Linked DNA regions of Rattus norvegicus: region 2 is linked to region 1. A link is a contact called in public HiChIP or PLAC-seq data. All regions are on one chromosome and are shown on one strand. Each heading gives the region's core, a stretch centred on a gene start, on an enhancer-like site or on the middle of the called end of the contact. The rest is flanking DNA. Distances are from core to core; before and after follow the strand shown. Region 1 has its middle 210 kb from the start of Tcf7l2. Region 2 has its middle 220 kb from the start of Habp2.

The links. HiChIP or PLAC-seq counts read pairs in DNA pulled down with a chosen protein or histone mark.
Region 2: an H3K27ac HiChIP or PLAC-seq map of oligodendrocytes shows a contact between it and region 1, with 4 times the contacts expected there. The contact joins two enhancer-like sites. A contact is called at or near these places in 1 of 12 Hi-C or Micro-C datasets (hepatocytes) and 1 of 1 datasets of contacts at active chromatin or transcription factors (oligodendrocytes).

The regions. Positions count from the first base shown.
Region 1 is chr1:265,000,614-265,007,567 of GRCr8, forward strand. No RefSeq gene overlaps it. Among named protein-coding and RNA genes, the nearest start is that of Tcf7l2, 210 kb to the left of the region's middle. Within about 2 kb of position 2,263, at least 26 of the 93 cell types and tissues checked have an H3K27ac peak or open chromatin away from gene starts, as enhancers often do.
Region 2 is chr1:265,101,126-265,107,436 of GRCr8, forward strand. No RefSeq gene overlaps it. Among named protein-coding and RNA genes, the nearest start is that of Habp2, 220 kb to the right of the region's middle. Within about 2 kb of position 2,261, at least 19 of the 93 cell types and tissues checked have an H3K27ac peak or open chromatin away from gene starts, as enhancers often do.

The DNA of each region.
Region 1 (6,954 bases), core at 1,013-3,512:
AATTACTTGTGTGTGTGTGTGTGTGTGTGTGTGTCTGTAGGTCCCATTTAAAAGTATTTATTTGTATGTGTGTGCACATGTTTGTAGGCTCCATTTTAAATTACTTGTGTGTGTGTGTGTGTGTGTGTGCGTGTGTGTGTGTCTGTAGGTCCCATTTAAAAGTATTTATTTGTATGTGTGTGCACATGTTTGTAGGCTCCATTTTAAATTACTTGTGTGTGTGTGTGTGTGTGTGCGTGTGTGTGTATGTGCGTGTGTGTACACTTAGGTTTGCATGGGTACAGGTCAGAGGACAGGTTCAAGCGTCAGTTTTCTTTTTCTACCATTCCAGTCCTTTGGATTAAATTCGGGTCAAAAAGCTTGACAGACAGCAGCTGTACCTACTGAGCCATCCTGCCAGCCCCCAGGACTCTCACTTGAGCGTCTCACCTAATGTAGAGATTGATGTAATGGCCCCCTTCTTCTGTCTAAGGGCACGGGGTTAGGAAAGAGTAGATGACGTGTTTCACAAACGTTTCAGATGTGGCCAGGTTCCCTCTCCACACATACGGGGGTTATGACTCTAACATGGCCAGAACAAAACCAAACATACCTTAACCTGAAGGAAGACATAACAGTATTTTCAGACAACCTGTGGATACTTGAGCGAGAGCGACTGGGAAAAAAATGACCTTTCAGTTAATAAGAAGGAAAGAGTCACTCCACGACTTACCATTCCCTAAGTAACCTGGCAAGGCCATGTCTCTTGGCGAATGAGGCTCAGGCCAGATGGTCTCCAGAGCAAGGCTAGTGGCTCAACAGCTGGGCTGGCCTGTGCCACTTCCTGGCTGGTTGCCTCTTTGAATCTTTGAGCTTTTTTTTTTCTCCCTGTTTAAAAAAAAAAAACAAAACAACTAAGGCTTAATTCGAACACAGTAATATCTATCCCTTTTGGATCTACTTCTGTAAGTTTGACAAATGTACACAGTGTGGGTCACTCCCATCACAATATACATGGAATCTTTTCAAGCCCAATTCAATAGATAGCCCTTATGCTCTGTCTATACACTGGCCCCAGGCAACCGTCAACCTGATTCCTCCCCTATGTTTCTCTGTCATGAGGACTTCATGTCAGTGTGTGGTCTTTTAGTTATGAAAATTTCCCATTTAACTCAATTTGCATTTGCTCTTTAGCCATATTTTTGAGGTGGTAGCAATATATTTCTTTTTATTGCTAAGTGGTATTCTGGTTTTTTTCTTTTTTTTAAGACTCTATTTGCTTATTTGTTGACCAGTAGAGGACACTGGGTCATTTCCAATTTGGGATGACTATAAACTGTGTGAGATGTGGTCGGAGAAATCCCCAGGAATGCTGCCTGGGTTGTCCAGTCAGGGTAAACTGTGTAAGAAACTGCCCTGTTGCAGAAGGGAAGGGGGCTAGAGTTTGCTATGAGATTACATCTCCTAGTAACATCAGAAGCTACACCCAGAAATTCTCACCACCCAAACATGAGGTGAACAAGATTAATGCCAATGAACAGGCAAAACTGGATGGGGAAAAGCCCAGGAGGTCTCAATCCTACACAAAGACCTAAAGGCAACCAAATAAAGCTGGGAGTGGGGAGGAGCCCTTCCCCTGGGAAGAGCACACCAATTGGTTGTCCAATGCCGAATGGTCAGCCCTGAAAATGTACTCGCAAGTAACATTATATTTACTCAACAGGTTATATTTAGGAATACATATGTATATCCATATGTGCATGTAATAACAATTTCAGAAAGAGGCCACGGATTTGAAGGGGGTGGGAGGGGTTGTGGGAGGACTTAGAGGGGAGAAATGGGGAGATGCCGTAATTAAATTACAACACCCACTGCCACCAAAATAAGCGAATGAGCACAAATACTCTTGCTTTCATGGTGGCTGTACCATTCCGCAGTGTCCTTGGCACACTCTTGTGTCTCTGGATCCTCGCTACCATTTGACGCCTGCCATTTTCGCCTGCCATTTAACATTGTAGCCGTCCTTGTAGGTGTGTGAACTTTGGTTCCTTATGGTACCTTTTGTGATGTTCTGCTAATAAGCGAGCAGACACGTGTGGGGAACACTGAGCCTGGTGCCTGGCTCCCAGAGAGGGTTTGCTAAATGGGAGTGGCTTTATTTATTATTCTGCCCCAGCCTGATTCTCTTGCTCCTGATGAATATTGTACATTATACCTCTAGAGGCCCCTCCCCTGTGTCCAGTCATCTGCCTGGATTGGTCCCAGTTGCGGCAGGGCTCAGAGAAGAGACCCCTGTGTCTCTGTCTTAAATCAGGCTCTGTTTTGTCTCCTTGGCTATGCAAAGGGACTGAGCAGTGGCTGCTGGCAACAGGCCAGACCAGTCCCAGAGAGCTCTGAGGTCAGGCTTTGGTGAGCAGGCCGTGGGCATGAGCCCTCCTGTGTAGCCTGAGGCCTGGGGGTTTTTCTTGGCCTGTTCCCACCCTGCTGCCGGGCTTCCTGCCTGGCCTGCCAGCTCTGAGCTTCTGCCCAGAAGCACAGGGCCTTACTCATGATTCCCTATTAAACGTGGACTATCAAAAAGAAAGTGGAAAAAATAAAATCACATGTGTCCATGAGTCTGTCTTTGGTGGGGGTGGGGTGGGGTGGGGGTGGCCGAGGAGGCCTCACAGAGTGAAACAACCCATACAGATGTTCCTCTCAAAGCAGGAGTCCCTGGCCTCATCTCAATAGTCACTGCTGGAGGCCTGACTTAGGAGCATTCAGCTCCTTCCTGACAGCAGCCCCTGGGGGTCATGTTCCAGGTAGCCTGACATTCAACAGCAGCCCAGGCTCCTGGGGCTTTGGGTAGTCTGGCAACAGACCCAAAGATATGACACATCCCGTTTAAATAATCCAGAAAGCAAAGCCAGAAAAGTGTGGGGTGGACCTGAAGCAATCAGGAGGTAGGGCCAGGCATTGAGCCAGGCTCCTAAATCATGCAAACGAAGAGACTTGGAGCTAATGAATGGTGGGCTCATAGGTTTCAGGCAGCAGGCCTAAAGGAATCAGGCAGTGGGCGCTGAGGGGCAGATCAGTCTGTCACACTGAGCAAGTGTGAGGGCCTGGGTTCAATCCCCAGAAATCATATAAAGAGCCAGGTGGTTTGTAAGCCCCGTGCTAGAGAGGCAAAGATAGGTGGACCCCACAGCTCTCTGGCTGGCCCGCCTAGCCTAAGTGATAGGCTCCAGAAAAACTATTGAAAGACCCTGTCTCGAAAGCAAGGTGGGTAGCTTCTGAGGAATAACACCCAAGGAAGGGTGACCCTTGGCACCCACATGAACACGCACCCCCACCACACTCATACAAAGAAGTGGGAAGTGAGCTCAAAGTTGATTGTCTGGAAGGAGACATCGAGGAGACAGCCCCAAATCATGTCTCATGGTACTGTTCTTTCTGGGCAAGCATATCTCTGTTGACATCTTGTTATGACAAGCACAGCATAATTCGTACAGTCCCCCGTGACTGAGTCTAAGTCCAAGACCCTTGGAGTCCCCTCTGCTCCTCTGGCTTCTTTTCACTTAACTTCTTGAGACCATCAGGTGCACACCCTATGGGCTCTGCTCTGAGCATCCTCCTGTAAATCACTTGGGGTTGTTGTCATAGGCCACCACTGCTCTGAAGCAGGAAGGCCTACCAAGAAGAAGGTCTAACCTCTGTGAGCCATACCTATGCAGAGGCCAGACTTGAAAAGCCTTTGCTATGGGTAGGGAGAGGCTGAGCCTGAAATCACGTTGGCACAGAGAGAACTGTCAACAAGAGATTGCCATCTTTGGCCTCCTCGTTTGTTCCAGGAAGAGGTAAGAACCCAGCGGGGCAAGACTCTGGCAAGGGCTGGTTGGGCATTTGGTGCCAGGATTATGAGGAGACCAAAGGGACTGTTCTCTGACATTGGCTAGCTGGGTGGGTGTGGTGCCACTAAAGGACATCTGGTCCAGGAGCCAGGAAGGGAGCTCTGCAATTCAGCAGGGTGTGGGGTAGATTTGGGGGGATTGAAGACAAGCGTCGGTAAGCAAAATTATCAAAGGAAAATAACTTGACTCTCCCTTGCTCTGCTTCTGGAACTTAGACTGTGCCCATGCAGCTAACCTCGTCTAGAGCCATGATGCGAAATATCAGTGTCTTCGTGTAGGGTACTGTACCAAGTTACTATAGGGTGGAGGTCTTAGTTGATGGTTTGGTTCACAATCAGAAGAACCCTGGCATATTTTGTGTGTGGTAAGGGTCCAGTCTTGGTCTATAGCTGTCAGCGTTCTCACACCATCACCTGACCTGAATGGAGGGGAAGTAGGCTCTTGTATCCTTCAGGAGTGTGTTCATTCTGTTCTTGAAGCTCCACCCTTATGACTGCAATCCAGTCAGCCTCTTGAAACCCTCACACTGAGGGACAGGGTTTCAGCACATGCATTTGGAGGCAGAGAGTAGAATGGGAAAACAGAGCCACTCAGTTCAGAACACTATCTATCCATCCTCTCCCCAGGAAAACTGACTTAGATCGATAACCTTAATAGTATCTAAAACAAATGCTCCTCAAATCCGTATGCTCTGTGATGGAATCCCACAGAATCTCAGCTTTCTCTGACCAATCCTGACTGGATGTTTCCTTTACAGACCTGATGGGCATCTAGAAATGAGCACAAATCATGACCACCTGTCTTGGAATTTCAACTCTCTTCTTATTCCTGTCATGGTAAAGGACATTCCAGGCCTTCGGTTTCTTCAGCTTCTCTTCTTCACCACACCTCCCCATGTCTAAATCAGGAGCATTTCCCACCAATTCCATGCTGTGAAACATTAACAAATCCAAGCAATTATTCCTTCCAACATGGTCTGGTCTGTTCTCTATATCATTACAGCATATATCTCAGCCTAAGCTAACATCACCTTCTGCCCGGACTGGCAGACTACTTTCCTATCTGATCTATCTGCTTCTACTCTTGTGTTTGTCCCTCCATTGTAGTCTACATGTAGCCTAATACTTAAAAAAAAATGGGTCATACCATGTCCCTCCCAGCCTATCACCTTTTCTCAGTTTCTTTTCCTGTTGCTATGACAAAAATGCATTGGCTGAAAAACATAAGGGAGAGTTTATGTTGACTCTCAGTTCCAGATGATATCCCACCGTGCTGGGAGAAGTCAATGAAGCAAGAGCTTGAGAGCGGTCGAGAAGCATAGGGAAATGCATGCATGTTTATTAACGCATGGTTGGCTTTCTTTGTTGCATACGGTCTAAGATTCCCTACCTAGGGAATGGTTCCATCCACAGGTAAGAAGAATCTCCAACATCATTTTTATACAAGCAAGAAAATCCCTCGCAGACATTCTCAGAGGCCGACCTTAATCAAGACATTCCTCCATGGGTGTGCCCTAAGGCTTTCCTCCCAGGAGATCCCAGCTTCTGTCGTCTTGACAACTCAAAATGGACTTCTGTCCGGCTTGACCAGACAGAACCTCTCTATTACGATCATCAGACTCTACAGAAAGTGGCCTCTGTTTTCCGGTCTCATCCAAATCACGCCCCTATTGGCTCATGTGTTACATCACCACGAGCCTTTTTCCTGCTCCAGCCTCACCATTTTATGACTCTGACACCAGCTGTTACTTTCCTAGAGTACGAATTATCAGTGACACTTCACAGAATCAGCTCTCCTAGTGTTTGTCATTTCTGTCTGTTTTGTCCCCAGAGAGTCCTCCCCTCCATTGGCTGACCCAAGGTACTCACTAGCTCATGCTTGGTCACACTGGTCTCTGGACCTACAGCTCCATCCCCATCACTGCCGCTGACCATTTTGTGTTGGCTCCTGTCCTGTAGAAGTGAAACCCCTTCAGAGTAAAGAACTCGCTTCCTCCCCACTGCATGCCCTGCACTTGGCAGAGGGTCTAGGCTGCTGGAGCTTCTCGTTAGATGTTTGTCGAATGAGCAGGTACATGATTAAAAGAAGAAAGAACTCTGGACTCATGGATGGAGATATGAGGCTTGTCCTTTAGCCCCAATGTCTCTGAGAAATTGCTACTTATATATTCAAAACATGCTTATTTCCTGAGTCCACTTCTCCAATGTATGATAAATGTTTAGAAGTGGTCTCTGCCCTACTAGAAAATGAGAAACAGTCATTCATGGATATTGGGAGCCAGGAGAAGTCAAAAGGGGGTCACTCTCTCATCCTAGAGGAAGAGATAGCTGAATTGATATCCTAAAGATAAACAGGTGAGGCAAGAGTGGGTCAGAAGAGGGCCACAGAAGATTCAAAACCCAAAGGTGACAGATAATGTGGGAGTAGACTAGGGCCATAGAAACATGGAAAGAAGGGGAGAAGAAAAGAAGGAAGGAAAGGAGGAAGAAACTGAGGGAATAGAAGAATGGAGAGAGAGGAATGAAGGGAAGGACTGAGGGAGAGGGGCAAAATGACAAGCTGTTAACCTTATGTTCTGGACCCTTTTGAGTGGAAAGTGGGAGGGTCATGGAGAGGTCCCAACTCTGTTCAAAACCTCCTCTTGTCCTGGTCCTTAATCCTTAGGACACAGGTGCCTTGCTTTTGTCCACTATGCCTGATGATTACAACTGTGGACACCCACAGTTACCTCAGGCTACTATAATTGTACCCCATCCAATCTATGCAACACTTTACAGGAAGGTGAAAAACCTTATTACTATATGTGTGTGGTATGTGTGTGTGTTCACCCCATGCACACTTGCTTGAATGAGTGCACACACATGCCTGTGTGCACATGTCTGTAGAAGCCTGGAGTTGACATTGAATTTTTTTCTTGATGATTCTCCATGAGTCAGGCTTTGTCAATTGAATGCAGACTTTTCAGGTCAAATTGTCTGGCTGGCTAACTTGTCCCAGAGATGCTCCCACTCTGTTTCCCGTGTGCTGGGAATACACATGGCTGTATGGCTGACCAGCTTTTTCATGTGTTCTATGAATTCCAACC
Region 2 (6,311 bases), core at 1,011-3,510, 100 kb after region 1:
CACACGAGAGCACACGAATGCAGGTAAAAATTGATGGAAGTAGAACAATGTCAGTAGTCTAGTAAACAATATTTCCCCAACATCAATTTTCTGGTTCTAATTTAATCTTTGTCTTTTTGAGAATTTCATGTAGTTGCAATGAAATATGATCATCCCTCATTTGCTCCCTAAACCCTCTCCGTATTTCCCCAACATTCCCCTCCCAACTTTATATTCTTTCCCCCCAACCCACTAAGTACTGCCTATTCGTGCATAAGAGTGGGGCCATCGATTGGATCACTGCGAGCCTCCCAGGGGCCGCATCCTCCCAAAAGAATGATTCTCCCTCCCCAGTAGTTACCAATAGCTCCTGGGTAAGGGGTGGGGCTTAGAGACCATCAACTTCATCTACGCTGGATGGACTGAACAACTTGATCTTGTGCAGGTCTCAGGCAGGTAAGCACAGTTGCCTGGGAGACTGAAGTAGCCATGGCTTGTCCAGAAGGCAGCACTTCACATCACACCTCCTCGGTCCGGCTCTTGTATTGTGTTTGCTCTTCACCGCTGTTCTCTGGGCCTTGCTTGGGTGAGGGGTTGATAAACATGTTCTGTTTAGGGCTGAGCTCTCAACCTTCATTCTCAGCTCACGGGTTATGCATCTCTCTGTTGACCAATGCCCATGGGAAAAAAGCTTCCCTGATCAATATGTAAAGCAGTCCAGGATTATGGGTATAAATGTAAATAGTTGGAAGGCAGTTTGATAGCATGACGTTTAGCAACATGATAGTACCAGACTCAACCTGTTATGACCTAACATCGTTCTGTGATTAAAAAGATATCACCATCGAGGGAAGGACCCAAGGGACTTGATAAATACTGGGCTACGACTTCCTGAGAGCTCTAGAATTTTAAGTTAAAGTGCTTTTCAATGTTTTTAAATGTTAATCCTGTGGCTGGGTTTGGGGTTATGGGATATGGCAGCTCTAACCAAGAAGCTTTCTGCAATTAATACTGGTTTGCAAAGGAATAATTAGTTTTCTCCAATGGAATCTTATTGGGTACATTAGCCAGACCTCAGGGTTGGCCCCATGCCTAGGAGTCATTGGATAACACACACACACACACACACACACACACACACACACACACACACAACCAAAACCCTCAATTATATTATGGGAGAGGTGAAGGAACCTTGGAGGAGTTGGGGAGTGGAAATCACTACCAAAATATATTGTATAAAAAAATTCAATTAAAAAGTAAATTAATAGTCAGGCAGCCTATTTGAAGAGGCTCATGAGGATATGGAAAAATAATGCTTAGATTATGCCTAGTGTTGAGAACCAACATAAGGAAGCCGGGGAGGGGCAGAAAGCACACACAGCTTCAGTTTGCAAACTGATGGGAAGCAGGGGCTCAGAGGAACCCAGGCCTGCAGCAAATGTGTACATCTTCAGCCATCCACAGAAGGGAGGCAAGTGAGTGACTGAGATACATCTTCCTCCCAGCCCTCAAACACTGGAACTTCCTACCAGGCATCCCGCTGGCTAAACCTGAGCAGAAATCTGTGAGGGCCAGGGAGCCAGTGATACAGGCAGAGAGAGGCATGAAGATGGAGTGCATGGTGAAGTGCGTGGGTGCGTGGGTGCGTGGGTGCGTGGGTGCGTGGGTGCGTGGGTGCGTGGGTGCGTGGGTGCGTGGGTACGCGCGTGCGTGCGTGCGTGCGTGCGTGTGTGTGTGTGTGTGTGTGTGTGTGTGTGTGTGTGTGTGTGTGTGTTTGTGTGTACGTGCTATGAACTAAGATATTTAGGATGGCTTTGGCCACACACCAGGGCTCCTACTTGACCCAGAGTCTTCTGTTCCCATAGCTGAAGCTCCACCCAGTTCCCAAAGTTCCGCTCTGTTTCCTAGTTCTGTAAGCATCTGTGGCATCGGTATTTTTGCCTCCATGCTCCCTGGAGAGCCGTTGGAGGCTGGGTCTTGCAGAGGTGCTGGTCTTCTGGCCTCTTGTCACCCCGTTACCACCTTCACCCACTGGGGTTACTGTCAGCACGGAGCATCCAGCATAGCAGTGCTTTGCTGTGTCCCCGGCAGACCAACGGGCCCCTGAGGACTGGGGCCTTTTCTTCCTCCTCCCTTGTTCCTGTTCATTTGGGAGCTCTAAGAGAGCTACAGAGAGAAAGAACTGGGAAAATCAGGGGCTCAGAGAATGTTGTGAAAAGAGTCTGGGAGACAATACAGTGAGTGCTTAGCGAAGCCCTGAATGCGGGGCTTACGGGGCTGTGCCCAGCTTCCAATGGGCCTTTTATACTCTTTTCTATTGACTGTAGCAGAGCCCTTCAATGGCCTCGCATTGTGCTTGAAATAAAATCCAAACCCCCCACCCAGGCACGCAGGGCTCCGGCCTCATCTCGCATGACTGGCCTCCCTCCCTCCCAACCTCTTGCCTCTGGATGTACCAAGCACTTCTCACTCACAAGCCTTTGCATCCATTGAGTTCCCCAACCAGGGAGGGCTTCCTCCAGCCTCCACAGTGATCCATTCTACGGGTTCAGGTAACATGGCACATTACCTCCTCAGAACGGCTTTTCGCGGCCTAAAATAGTGTACCCATTCTTCGATGCTAACAGTCCTTCTTGGAACCTTTGCATTGTGTCTCCCACCAGGGTTCAACTGCACGAGAATGTAAAACTTTTTGCCTCCTCTATGCCGCCAGCGACAGCGGTCAGCAGAACTCAGGGTCCGGCACTCAATTGCATTCAATGAACTGTGCGTTCATTTTGGCAGAAACAGAGAGTGGGTGACTTCGTGAAGCCTTTTGTCCGTGCAGATTTTTACCTGGCTGCCTTTTAGGAACCTTGCCTGTGAAAACCTCTCTGATCATCTTGAGTGTTGCCCACGATGCCTGTTGCTGAAAGAGAGTCTGGCCTCTCTTGCGTGTGGCCCCTCTGCTTGGTGGGACACAAGGACCCATTATTTCTGCCTCGACGTGGTGGCACGGTGTCTATCCTAGGTCTTGGTGGGTTTGATTTTGGGACACAACCCAACTCATGGGGCCTTGTAAATACACCTTTCTCCTCTTCCTCTGCCTATTGGGGCCCTGTAAATACGTCTGCTCTCTCCTCTCCCTCTGCCTATCTTCATTTCTCCACATTGAAATAATGCTGAAATGCTAAATATATTTGATTAAATATTGTTTTTCTGCGACGGGCCTCATTACCGATCGAGTATCTGGCCTGCAGCAGCTGAGTGTTCACAAATCAGCTGACTCTTAACTCCTCAAGGCTTGTCAGGACTTGAATCGCACTTAGTCTGAACAGCAATCTCAGAATTTTGTAGTGTTAGAGGAAGTCTGTGCAGCACATTATCACGGGACTCTTGTGGAATGTTCTGGAACAAGGGACAGCCTGGGAGAGGTAGAGCTGTGCCTTGCCCTTAATGAGTCACATCCAAGCCAAGACTGAAGGCAACATCCTCACACTTATGTCTTCAGGCACACTTCGTTTTCCACACGTGTAAATTAGAAGTTAAAAGTGTCCTCAGGGCTGAGGTCTCAGTCCCCCACCTCCCCTTTCCATTTGTTCTGAAGTGCAGCTGGGCTTCTTTTAATCAACAAAGTCACAGATAAATAAGGATGCCCAAGAAGAAGGCAAACCAGGTGGGCGAGCCTATTCTGAGACTCACCTCCACCACAGGAGCACGGGAGCATGGGAGCACGGGAGCATTCCCCTGGAGTTCTGCCCTTTATGATTTTCTCACCTCTTTTTCCTCTTCTCTCCTCCCACTCATTTTAAAATCCCAAATACCGAGGACAGAAACCTTCTTTCTGCTCGGGGCTCAATGCTCACAGTGGAGCTGTGCTGGGGTAGATAAATCCCCTTGTCCTCAATGAAGTGCAGCTATTGTAAGCCTCCATAAAGGAGATAATCACGCCTGTTTACATGGACCCGGTGTTTATATGCAGTTCATTCAGTGTTTTGTTTAGCACACAGGACTCCCTTAAAGCTCCTTGCTCAGGATCCATTTAATTTTATAAGTTGAGCTCGATTCCTTTCCCTCTGCAAGCATCTTTCCTTATTCTTGAGTTAGATCAATAAACCATGAAATGCCTCTATTGAAAAATGATATGCCCAACCTCTGCCTGAGAATTCAGGGGTTAAAATGTGAGTTGAGGCTTAAATGCCCATTAAGACACTATTGGATTAAGACAAAAGCTCCCTGAACGTGAACTTTACTACATTTTAACGTAGAAACACAACCCAGCCTCAGGTTCTCAATGTCTGGACACTGAATACCGCTCTTAGAATACAGTAATGCAGCACAGGTGGTAGATTGGCGTGGTGTCTTGAAAATATGATCCATTTAGTCTCTCCTTGTAATGACCTGGAAAGAAAGCCATTTCCCCATTTGCAGTGAGAAAATGTAACCTAATGATTAGCTGGGAAGGAGTATTAGACCAGTAGAGGTACGGCATCCATGAATTTACACAGGGTTCTATCATCCTGCTTTTGAAGTAGACATTTCCAAATTCTGTTTGGGCTAGAAAAACTTTCTCACCAAGTGAGCGTCCATAGGTCGTGGGGGACCAAGGCTCCACAGGGAGTAGACTTGCCCAAGGTCACCTACCAGGAGTGCTTTGGTGCAATGTCTCACTAGGAACGAGCGTTAGTATTTGGAGTGATCTTCGAGAAAAATGTAGCTCTGAAGTTTTCCTCTCCCTGTTAAAGACTGTTAGGATGGGAGAAACTGTAAAGCCCAAGGCTCCAGTCTATGGCTTACGGCCTGGTGTCATTCGCCAGAGCCCTAACTTTCTAATCTTTATGTGAATGTTGAGGGTAATCGTCACAGAGGGGCCCAGTGGACAGACATGGCATCAGTAAGACAGCCAGGTTATTGCAGGATACATGATGACATCATACCCATGTAGAATACATGATGGTGTCGCTGCCATACAGGATACATAATGGCATCACAGCCATGTAGGGTATATAACAATATCACAGCTATGCAGGGTATATGATGATGTTACAGTCATGCAGGATATAGGATGACATCACAGACACACAGAACATGTAATAATGCCATAGCCATGCAAAATACATGATGATGTCACGGGGCATGTGACATCATCATAGCCATGCAGGGTATATTATGATGTTATAGCCATGCAGGATACACAATGATGTCATAGCCATGTAGGGTATATGATGATGTCACAGCCATGCAGGATGACATCACAACCACACAGGGCATGTGATGATGTCACAACTATGCAAGATAGATGATGGCATCATAGCCACACAGGGCATATGATGTCATTACAGCCATGCAGGATACATGATGATGTCATAGCCATTCCTTTACTCACTTAGAAACCCAGATTTCATGAACTCAGCCGTCCCAGACAGAAACGGATGTTATGACTTATCATATGTTGCAATTACCTCTGCAGTGATCTTTTGAGGCAGGTACAGGGGGAGTGGGTCTCATATACCCCAGGCTGGACCTGAATTTGCAATGTAGCCAAGGATGACCTTGAATGTCCTGCCTCTTCTCCCAAGTACAGCAGTCATAGGTATATGATATCATACTTGGTTTGTAAACTTCTAGAGATGGGCTCGGTCCATGCTCTTTGAGAGCAGAGTCCCATCCCCAGCCCCCCTGTGTCAAAATGTGAAAGCTGAGAAAATGATCCTTATGCTGTTAGTTCGCTGTGAAATTCTTCAAGAAAGAAAGAAAGGAAGAAAGGAAGAAAAGGAAATGAAAGGAAAGAAAGAAAAGAAAAACGAATCAACTGAATCACACTTGATGTTAAGATAGTCAAAGGGAAGAGACATAAAAATCAAAAAAAGGGTTTGAATAAACCTTGTGCACAGAAAGTGATAAAGACGTCTGCTGATTTAAAGCACACGGAACAAGGCCATGGGGTCGGGTGGGGAGGGGAGGTCTTGACACAGATTTAACAAAACCCAGATAACAGACACTCCATTTAAAACCCCTAATCTCATGAAATAGGGATGACAAATACCACTTTCTTATCCCATGCCTGGGGCAGACATCACTAATCCATCCCAGTGCTCTTATCTCTCAAACACTCACTTGTGTGTGTGTCTCTCCTACTAGGCTACAGACCGTGGAAAGAGCTGGCCATGCTCTGTTTCTCCTCTATCTCCCACAAATCCCACAGAGACTAGATGTTTAGTGATGCTGAATGGGCAGATTCAGAGAGGTTAAGGAGGGTGTCCCAGAAAGGGATCTCATCTGCAGGGATACCTCCTTCCCAGGTCAGGACCACGCAAGTGCGAGGCTGTGGTGGTGTGATACTGTGATGT